Regions from separate parts of the Anas platyrhynchos genome. Here region 2 is linked to region 1. A link is a contact called in public Hi-C data. All regions are on one chromosome and are shown on one strand. The core of a region is the stretch at or near the end of the contact, and the rest is flanking DNA. Distances in the headings are between cores, read along the strand shown.

Evidence for each region. Hi-C and Micro-C count contacts between places; a contact is called where the count stands out from the background.
Region 2: a contact with region 1 is called in a Hi-C map of subcutaneous adipose tissue, with 4 times the contacts expected there. The contact joins the promoter of TUBGCP5 here to the enhancer-like site in region 1. A contact is called at or near these places in 3 of 8 Hi-C or Micro-C datasets (liver, skeletal muscle and subcutaneous adipose tissue).

Annotation. Positions count from the first base shown.
Region 1 is chr1:137,551,611-137,556,792 of IASCAAS_PekinDuck_T2T, reverse strand. SLC9A7 (solute carrier family 9 member A7) reads right to left here. Exons shown (of 17, transcript XM_027454186.3): 12 at 4,625-4,778. Among named protein-coding and RNA genes, the nearest start is that of CHST7, 38 kb to the left of the region's middle. Within about 2 kb of position 2,597, at least 1 of the 8 cell types and tissues checked has an H3K27ac peak or open chromatin away from gene starts, as enhancers often do. A contact at or near this core is called in subcutaneous adipose tissue, where this site is marked.
Region 2 is chr1:137,620,776-137,625,957 of IASCAAS_PekinDuck_T2T, reverse strand. It overlaps TUBGCP5 (tubulin gamma complex component 5), which reads right to left and starts at 2,234. Exons shown (of 24, transcript XM_072030467.1): 1 at 1,984-2,234; 2 at 830-883; 3 at 645-753. The coding sequence starts at 2,180.

The DNA of each region.
Region 1 (5,182 bases), core at 1,348-3,847:
GGAAGAGTTCAACTGCTTCTCAGAAGGTGGCTGAGGAAGAAGGCAATTCCCACCCCAATATTAAAAAAAATATGAAAGCACTGATCACTAAAAATCCCTAGAACTAGGTAAGCTGCTACAGATGTTGTTTTTAGGGCACCTTCAGGGATTCCTTTACTTGACCTAACCAAGATAATGGCTCCTGAAACTGCCCACAGAGGCTTGTTAGAGCTCAGCAGTTAAACCTGTATCACCCCATTTGCTCTAGATACATCAACCCAGCTCCTGTGGGTCTTTCCCATACTCTCTCTCTGTGTAAGGAATTGCCATGTTTAAGAGCACAAGAACTGACATAAGAAAGCATCTCCCATGCTTACACCCAGACATCCAAAAGAAGAAGCAATCCCTCTCCCACCAAGGAGATACTGGGGACCAGTTCAGCAAGGGTGGAGAACTGAAGGCTGTCCTGCACCTCCATTAAGAGATTCATGACAAGAAATTAGAGGTTGGAGGCAAGAGAAGAGGAGAAACCAAATGTGAGAAGAATACTGGAGAAAACAGTGCAGAAAGATATGGCAAAATAAAAAAGCCCACAATGAGGGGAAAGGCACAGTGCCTGCTGCGTGGGCAAAAGAAAGCAAAAGAAGTCAGGCTTAGAAAATGATAAACCAAATGAAAGATGTAAATTGCAGAAAAAGTGGAAACAGGCAGCAAAAGAGAAGGATATGACCTCTGATCAAACATTCCCCACACCAGCCCTGGATATAACAAGGTTGGATTCTGGCATCAACACTCACTTCTTGTCATTGCAGCGCACGGAGGCACAGTATTTAAGGAATGCACATTTTACCCAGCAACTAATAGCTGGGCCACCCTGGATGATTTAATATAATATAACCTGAGACTGACATCAAGCTGTTTTACTATCACCCCAGAGAGCTGCTATGTGAACTATCTACCTGTATGAGTTTCAGTATTTCCAGATTATTTTTTTTCAGTTTGCTTAATGAGGAAAAAACACTAGATAAAAAGCTAAGAAGATTATAATTGCAAAGTCATATAGAAAGTGATAAAAATTTAAGTTATCATCATTCAGGCAACCTTTAACTTTTCTCCCGAAAGATAACAAAACTATATTAAATCAAAAGATACTATTCTCACGTTTAAGATTTAGAAAGACTGATTAGCATAATTGAAATTACTTTATTAAAATACACAAACACTTGAAGCAGCTTATGATGGAGAACAGGCACTAATTTACCTGCTGCTTCATTCAAAATGGAAAAAAAACAGGTCAAACCCTAATGAAAAGTGGCAAATATTTTTCAGTGCAAATGCTAGAAGCTCCTCTTTTTTTTGTTTTCCTTCCTGTGACAAATAAATGAAACAAGTCAGCTACTTTTCAGAAAAGAGGAACTTTGCCAGTAGTTCTGATTTATAGGGCTAATTTGCTGAAAGCATTAAAGCTTCATGCAGGAAATTGTTTCATCATTTTAGTCTCAAAGGAAGACTTTCATTTGTAAAATTCAAGTAATGCTTTAATTTCTACAAAAAAAAGCAAATCTACTGCTAGAAAAAATTACCATTTATGATTCACATACATGAATGTTTCACAGCCAAGACAGCCAGCAAGTTCAAATATATGACATCATGGCTTTAACACTAATTTCTGGTGTCAACTTTTAAGCTTGCTTAGCATTAAGTGGCAGAAACCATCAGCATCTGAAGATCTCATTCTTTTTGCTTGGATTTTGATGCCACAGTGTCACTTTCCCAACCAGTTCAGCAGTAAACTCAAACTAAGTCTCCACTGCAAACTGTAGGTCCTTTGCTTGGTTGTACCTTTTAATCCTGAGCACTGGACACTGGTCAGAAGACCCAAGCATGCATACAACCATTATGCAATTAATAGGCACTTGCCTTTGCCTCTGAGCCCCAGCAAAGCAATTCGGGGTCCTTGCAAAGGCACTGCCCCACGTACACAGACTATGGATGTAGTAGTACCAAGCCAGGCTGAAAGTCGTGGCTGGAGTCAGCTCTCCGGTACTGTTCTACTTAAATTGTGCAGACTAACCTTAAATAAGATCCCTTCCTGTTTATGCCTTCCTTCGCTCCCCAGTAACTGCTGTAAGCTTCACACGAGAGCTGGACTTGTGAGAGCCCACACAAGCCCTAACGTTTAAATGCAACACACAAATGGCGTTAGTTTCCTATTTCCCTTCAGTCACTTACTCCAGGAAACAACCAGCCTTCTATCTTTTATTCTCCCTTCTGCTAAATGGCGCTATAGAGAAGCAGCACTTATTTCCAGCCTCTTGCGGTGCAATCTAATGGGTAAGTGCCAGGGCTCAGAAAGCATCCAAAAAAAGTGCTGTGTCAGCAGCGTGCACTGCAGCTGCCTGAGGCACTGAGACAGAGGAGCATCTTCATCTCCTCCTGCCGACCTCCTCCACTGCCTGCAAAGGAATGGAGGAAAGCAGCACACTTCCAAAATTCAGCTGGAAACTAATCTGTCCCTGTCTTCTCTCTGTAAGGTCAGACAGGTGTTGATCTCCTGCAGAAAAGGGTTTTGTCTCAGACTCTACTTTACCAGAAATAAGTTCCTAACTCATCAGCTGCACACGGCTGCCACCTCCTGGTACACATTTGAATTCGACCCTAAAAAGTGCAGCCTCACTGACCAACACAGCAGTGCCCATCAGGGCAACTGTGTGCAGACCCAAAGAATTATCTCAAATACTTCTTATGTAGAGTTCCCTCTTCTACATGATATCCTTCTCTTAATGGGACAGCTCATGAACCAGGCCCATGGAATCTCATTATTGAGCCCAACTAGACCTGTTAAAGGAGTAAGTGCAGCTTCTTAGATGCTTCCACAAACTGTTTACTGGGCTAGACTGCATAAAAAAAAAAAATAAAAAACAGCAAGTTACTTCCACTAGTTTCCAGTTGGCCAGGAGCTAGGACACGCCAGAATTCAGTCCTGTCCTACTGCAGATGACTGAAGGAGCCTCGTGGCAGAGGTAGTGGTTGAATTTCACCTCAGCCAACGAAAAGCTGCAGGCAGATCTTGGCAGACTTCTTACCTGCACAGCACATACCAGAACTCATCCCCTGCTCCTTCATACCCCATTCTCCAGAGAGCCTATGTACACTGCTGGTTATACAGACACTCTGGCTGCTTGGCTTGATGAGGTGTGTAAGTACAGTTGTTCCTTATATATCTCTATATCTCTGGAACTTGCATTGAAACACAGTTGTAAAGTACAAAAATTGATTTGTGTGGCACAAGAAAAAAGAAACCAGAATTTTCCAATGTGTGCTGTTACAGCAGTGATTTACCATATTTCAGCTCTAGTACCTCTCTCGGGCTGGAGGCATTTGACATCAGATACACGTGCTATGTTCTTGGCACAGAGTGGTTCAGCTCTGCTCAAGTGTATATCCATATTGACAGGATGTCAGCCAGTCAGTCTGACAACACGGTTTTGATAAGCTCATCCTGTAACTCCAAAATTTGCTGTTGACATTGTTTTATCAGACATTTTAGCTTTATCTACTTCCAATAATAGGAGTCTCAGGCATTTCTGAGCATCCTAGCCATCCTTTTTTTTTTTTTTCCAACCTAGAAAGCACCTGCTACCTATCGCCACAAGAAATTTACTGAAGACTTCCAAAAAACAGCAATACACCTTGAGAATGGTTAATTCTTCCAAAGACTGAAACTGTTTTCTTTATCCTAGCATGATACAATCTTTAGCAAGATACAATCTTTAGCAAGATTGTATCATGCTAGGATAGGAAAAAACAATAGTAGACAAATTCTGATCAGCACAACTAGAATGTGAGACAAAGTATGCTTTCAAGGACCAAACAGCATGCATAATTTACATACGAAAAAATGCACTGGAGTATTTGTACAGCGTGCTTGCATTAATTCCACTCTATTTACCCTCCCTCCCCACAACAGCCAAAGCTTTCACAGAATGAAAAACATACGTAGTCTTTAACAATGAGGGATTCTTGATTCTCTAGGACTTCTGTTGATAAGCAGCCTCAAACATGAATATACTTGCAGCCCTACAGTACTAAGTATTGGCCCAGATTTAAAGCCAAGTGGCTATACTCATGCTGCTCACCATTTTCACAGGTCTCGTCAAAACAGAAGAAACACACTGGAAAGACTAGCAGGTTCCCATTTACCACAGTTGTAAGGTCATCAAAACATTTATCCAAAGAAACTTAAGTGCATTTTTAGCACTAAAGGCTCCATCTAACTCAATAAATAGAATAGGGTCATTACCTAGAGCCAGAAGACAGGGAAATGACTAATAGGACAAGAAGTTGATATGGTACTAGATAGGCTAATTCTTTCTTTTCAGTACAGGGGCTACTATCCTGCAATGCTATCCCCTATCCTACAGGGTTGACAAGGATCAGGTACCTAATCACAGAGCATCAGGGAGCTGAATCCCGGCAGCAGCCTGTGCATTTTCTTTACCTGCCTGCACTAACATCTTCCTCTATATAAGAGAGCGTTCTAAACACCCAGAACAGCTCTAGCAAGCATCAAACAAATTCTGTAGGACTTCTCAAGTTGCCACCTGAAAAGGGAGTTTTCCCCAGCATACATTTGCATACTGACCTGATGTTCAGCCATGACAGCATGGGAGTTGTACCTCCACCAACAATCCACACAGTGAAAAAGACTATGAGGAGGGTTGTTGAGAACATCATTTGGTGCGAGTAGGTAGCAGTATCTCGTATGGCCAGAGCGAAGGCCATGGCTCCCCTGAGACCTATGCAAAAGAACAAAATAGCAGAGTTTCAGAAGTGTGCAACCATGCCTATTCATAATATGGAATCTTTCCTTGCTCCCTCCCTGCCACACTGGCTCAGTGACAGGCAAAAAGCATGGGGCTCAGCCTGTTCTCAGGTGAATTTCAGTTATCTCATTTTCCTTGGTAAATTATACTCTGGGATGTTTTAAAGCATGATTTGCCCTCGTGCTTTTATGTGGCTTACAGAAAACACAGTGATAAGGAGTAACTATTTCCAGAAATTAACAGGAAAGGAATGGACAACAGCAAAATACATTTTGGAAATCAAGGAGCTCCCTGAATCTAAATGAAAATAGACACTTTTCCATTTGATTCCATAACCAAAACTTAACTTCTTGATATGGAATTGTTATCCCCTGGAA
Region 2 (5,182 bases), core at 985-3,484, 70 kb before region 1:
AAGAACTAAAGGTACTTACTTAAAAATCTAGAGTACATACAGCACAATAAGTCAAGATATGTGTACGTTATTGAGGGCTCAAGAGCTGAAGAAACTTCCAGTTTTCAAAGGCCAAATTCATTATTAAACTATCGCACTAGAAAATGTCCAAGTGAGACAACTTTCACCATTTCCATCCAGACCGCATCCTAAACAGATTTGAAGCGAAGTGTACCAAAGGCAAAACACACACATGGTCTCAACAAAGAAGCTATGGGACAGGAACACTCCATTTGGGAGTACTAAAACCAAAAATTGCAGTCTTGTTACTTAAGTGCAAGAACTTCTGTTCAGCTACTGTTTTAGAACAGACAGGAATTCAGCTGCAACACCTGTATAATGTTGACTGCTAAATGTCTGCTCTGCAGCAAAAAGATTACCTTTAAGTCATCCAACTGTGCATGCTGAAACCCTGAAAAAACAATAAACCTATTTCTAAAACAAATGGGAAAACTACAACCCTGCAAATCCATAACTTGAACAGCAACTGCAAACCTCACTGTTTAGCCACCAAAAATTTCCAACTCAACATTACAACACAAGCCCGCTTTATGAGTGTAAACGCAAGGGTGGTGGAAAAAAGAAGGAAACTGAGGCATACATACTTTTGTTTCTTCAACATTTGGGAGTGGTGAGTTCAGAAACTTTTCTGTTAGTCTCTTCCAGCTTGCAGCTTTTCCAAGGTCAGAATGAACTATCAATTTTTCATGTATTCTAACGAAAAAAAAGTTTCAATAACACTTCAAGAAAGTTAACTCCTTGATTATTAGTCCATAAACATGAAACTCACCCTTCTATTGTCCTCTCTACTTTATGACTGTTCACATCCAGAAAACGGTGAAACCTGTGTAAGAAATCTGTATCAGAATAAGTTTGAAAAGGCAACTTATGTAAGGAAGAAAATAAAGCTGATTTACATACATGATGACAACTTCATTTTCTTAATATATTTTCCTTTTAATAAAGCATGCTTAGTTCTGCAACGTCATTAAACATCAACAGAATTTAATCTCCGCGCCTCTGATCTCAGCAAGGATTAACTACAATTGACCTTAAAGATGGAAAAATTGAATGCAGATTACGGTTAAGCAGCAATTTCAACTGAATGGAAAATTACTGCTGTAACAGCAAAGCAAGCAATTAAAATGTGTCGTCAGTTAAGTCAAGCAGAACAAGGAGATGAAGAACGCTATTGTCAAAGGCATCTGTGTCAAACACACAAAAATCATCTGGGACTTGCACCACCAGCACAGGCAGAACATCCACAAGGGAAGGCCTGTAAAACCCAAAAGAAGCTCCCTTAAAAATGGCAAAGGAGGGTGCCTAGAAGAAAAGAGAGCCTAATCAGTACACAGGAAGGTAAAACAAAGGTATGTGAATTAAAAAATAAATAACTTGTAAAAGGCACAATAGACTTTGAAAAAGAAATTAAAATAGGAGTAAGTTTCTTTGTGTATATATATATATATATCAGTTATACAGACAGAGAAACCACAAAGTGGGACTTGACAGCAGTGAGCACCAGGTACCCAATACACAGGCCCTCGAACCCAGCCTAATATTCTGCCTCAGTTTCCATCAACAATGGGAACAAAACCAGTGAGAGAACTCGTATGGCGGCAGAGAGAAATGAAAACTAACTGCATCTGAGTCAGGGGGGTGAAAGTCAAGTTCAACAGCCTGAATTTAGACAGACAACCCAGAATCACCTCCAAGCGTCACAGCAACGAACTGGAAAACGAAACTGCAGGCCTGGCAGCGAGGATTTTAGCAAGCATGTGATGCTTCTGTAGCAAGGAAGCACTGCATGTGATGTTAGAATACGTTACAGCAAATATTTGTGGTGAATAAGAAGAAGCTGTGGCAGACAGCAGGGACAGCACCAGCCCTGCCCTCTGCCCTCCCCCTTCCCCTCCTGTCCCTCCCCAGCGGCTCGGGGCGGACCTGAAGTTGGACCACGCGAAATCCAGCGCCGTCTGGAACCGCTCCAGCTCCGTCTCCGCCTCCTGCTCGGTCCCCGTGTCCCGCGGCGGCTCCTTGCCGCCGTGCAGCCCGGTGATGCTGCGCACCAGGGCGCGGACAGCCCGCTCCTGCTCCTGCTCGAAGCGGCTGCGGCGGCCGGGCGAGGCGGGGGCCGCCATGGCGGCGGCTGAGGGGATGAGGCGGGGGGGGGGGCGGGAAGCGCCTGCGGGAGGCGCCACAGAGCCGCCCGCAGCGCCTCTCGCGAGATTTCGCGGCGACTTCTCGCGAGAGCTCTCCCTGTCCCTCAGGGTGAGGCGGGAGGGGGAAGCTGCCCTCGGTGGGGCGCGGGTTCGCGGCCCCTGTCCACCGTTCTGGCGGCGGGGTGCTCGCTGGGATTTTGTCTCTTTTGCTCCTCTTTCGTGGTGAAGAAAAAGAGCCTTGCTCTTCACCACGGAAGCATTTAAAACGGCACAACCAATGGGGGTTGCAAGTGATCAAATCAGCAGCACAAAAATGTCCTTTTTAAAATAAATGGTGTCACACTTGTTAAATTCTGTTGCTATGCTTTGTGTATTTTTTAAAGGGAGTTTCTTTCTAAGGCCTTTCTTCTGTAAAAACACAATAGTCTGTATAATTTCATATTCCTAACAACAGTAAAATTGAATCATTAAGGTTGGAAAAGCCCTCCAAGATCATCTGGTCTGATCACCCCCCACCACCACCACTGTAACCCACTAACCCATGTCCCCAAGCACCACGTCCAACCTCTCCTTGAACACCCCCAGGGGCGGTGACCCCACCAGCCCCCTGGGCAACCCGTCCCGATGCCTGACTGCTCTTTCTGAGAAGAAATGTCTCCTCATTGCCAACCTGAACCTCCCCTGGGGCAACTTGAGGCCATTACAGAATCACAGAATCACAGAACTGTAGGGGTTGGAAGGGACCTCTAAAGATCATTCGGTCTAACCCCCCTGACAAAGCAAGTTCCTCAGAGCAGGCTGCCCAGGTAGGCGTCCAGACAGGCCTTGAATATCTCCAGAGAAGGAAACTCCACAACCTCCCTGGGCAGCCTGTCCCAGTGCTCCGTCACCCGCACCATGAAGTTCTTTCGCATGTCAATGTGGAACTTCCTGTGCTCTGACATGCAGCCATTGCCCCTTGTCCTGTCCCCACAAACCACTGAAAAGAGGTTGGCCAAATCTCTCTGTCTCCCACACCTCAGGGATTTATAGCAATTGATGAGATCCCCTCTCAGTCTTCTCTTCTCCAGGCTGAACAGACCCAGGTCTCTCAGCCTTTCCTCATAAGGAAGATGCTCCAGGCCCCTTATCATCTTTGTGGCCCTCTGCTGGACTCTTTCCAGGAGATCCCTGTCTTTCTTGTACCGGGGAGCCCAGAACTGGACACAGTACTCCAGGTGAGGCCTGACCAGGGCAGAGTAGAGGGGGAGGATCACCTCCCTTGACCTGCTGGCCACGCTCCTTTTAATGCACGCCAGGATCCCATTAGCCCTCTTGGCCACAAGGGCACAGTGCTGGCTCATGGTCAGCCTGTCGTCCACCAGGACCCCCAGGTCCTTCTCCTCAGAGCTCCTCTCCAGCAGGTCGTCCCCCAGCCTGGACTGATACTTTAGGTTGTTCCTTCCCAGGTGCAGGACTCTACACTTGCTCTTATTAAATCTCATTTGGTTTCTCCCTGCCCATCTCTCCAGCCGGTCCAGGTCTCGCTGAATGGCAGCACAGCCTTCTGGCGTGTCAGCCACTCCTCCCAGCTTTGTGTCATTGGCATACTTGCTGAGGGCAGACACTATTCCCTCATCAAGGTCATCGATGAAGATGTTGAACAAGACCAGACCCAGCACTGATCCCCGGGGACCACCACTAGTCACAGGCCTCCAGCCAGACTCTGCTCTGCCGATCACCACCCTCTGAGCTCGGCCAGTCAGCCAGTTCTCTTCCCTCTGGTCCTATTGTGGTGCATTCAGGAGCACTGGCACACTTTTACCAAGGCAGGCTAAATGTTGAGCTTCAGATGTAGAAGCTCGGAGGCGTGCTGCTTCGGTGCCTTACTTACAAAAACCGAATTTTCAAAACACTAGTAGAAAAAGTGTATACATTGTTGGTGTTCCTACATCTCCTCTGATGTTCTCTCTCTGTTTCCTACTTTAGAAGAAATTTCTTTGCCTTTAAGTTGAGCGGTACTTAGCCAAGCAGTGTTTTGACCCATAATTTGTTGTCCTAGGCATAAATTAAGGTCTACAGAGTCAGTAGGCACCAGTGGTATACACTATAGTAATTAATGCTTGGAATATCATGAGTAGCATTTTAAAAAATATATTAGACATTGAGGCTTCAACTGTTCTTTTTACAGAGTTGCTGTGTTTTTTAGCCTATCACTTAGTCCTGCGTATGTAAGTATATCTGTGCCACCACTTTGATCGTTGTTCAGAGGGGAAGTTACAGGCTTTGCAGCGACTGTAGCACGTGTGTCATCTGCACCCTTTGTGGTGTGACAAGCTTGGCATCCATCCACTTCAGCACCCCACCAAAATAAAAGGGATTGTCGCATGGAGGATTCCAGATCTGGATGGCTAATGGGACAAACTGAGTCCCACAAAACACAGATTTAATGATTTCCTGCTTCCCGGCTTCCCTGTGCAAGTCATTTTCCTCTCACACCACACCCTCAATTGTGCTGTGTGTGGAGTGACCCAGTGAGCTGCATTGGGGAATCGATCCTGGTGAGAAATAATCTCAGCTCTGTTTTGCAATGAATTTTAACATGGATCAATTCGCTGATCCATTCTGTTGGAGGCGTCAAGAAGTGAGGGAAGAGCCATGCACCCTGAAGCCTCCAGGCAACAAAAATACACCCTTTGTGGCTGGTGAATGAGAAATCTGTATCGCTGGTTTTCAAAACAGGATACAGGGGCTGGGACAAATGTATAACATCTGTGCTCCTTCTGTCATAAAAGACTCTAACGCTACTTTTTTCTTTCTTTCTATTTTTTTTTTTCTCATGATAAGCCTCATTTCTGTTATTGTTTTGCCAGTTTATAGTAGCAAGGCTTGGTGCTTGTTTTCAACTGTGGGAGGGAGCGCTGGGCAAGGAGAGGGCACAAAGGCCCTCTCTAAAGTAGGTGTAAACACTTTTTTATTTTTTTATTTTTTATGTTTGGAAG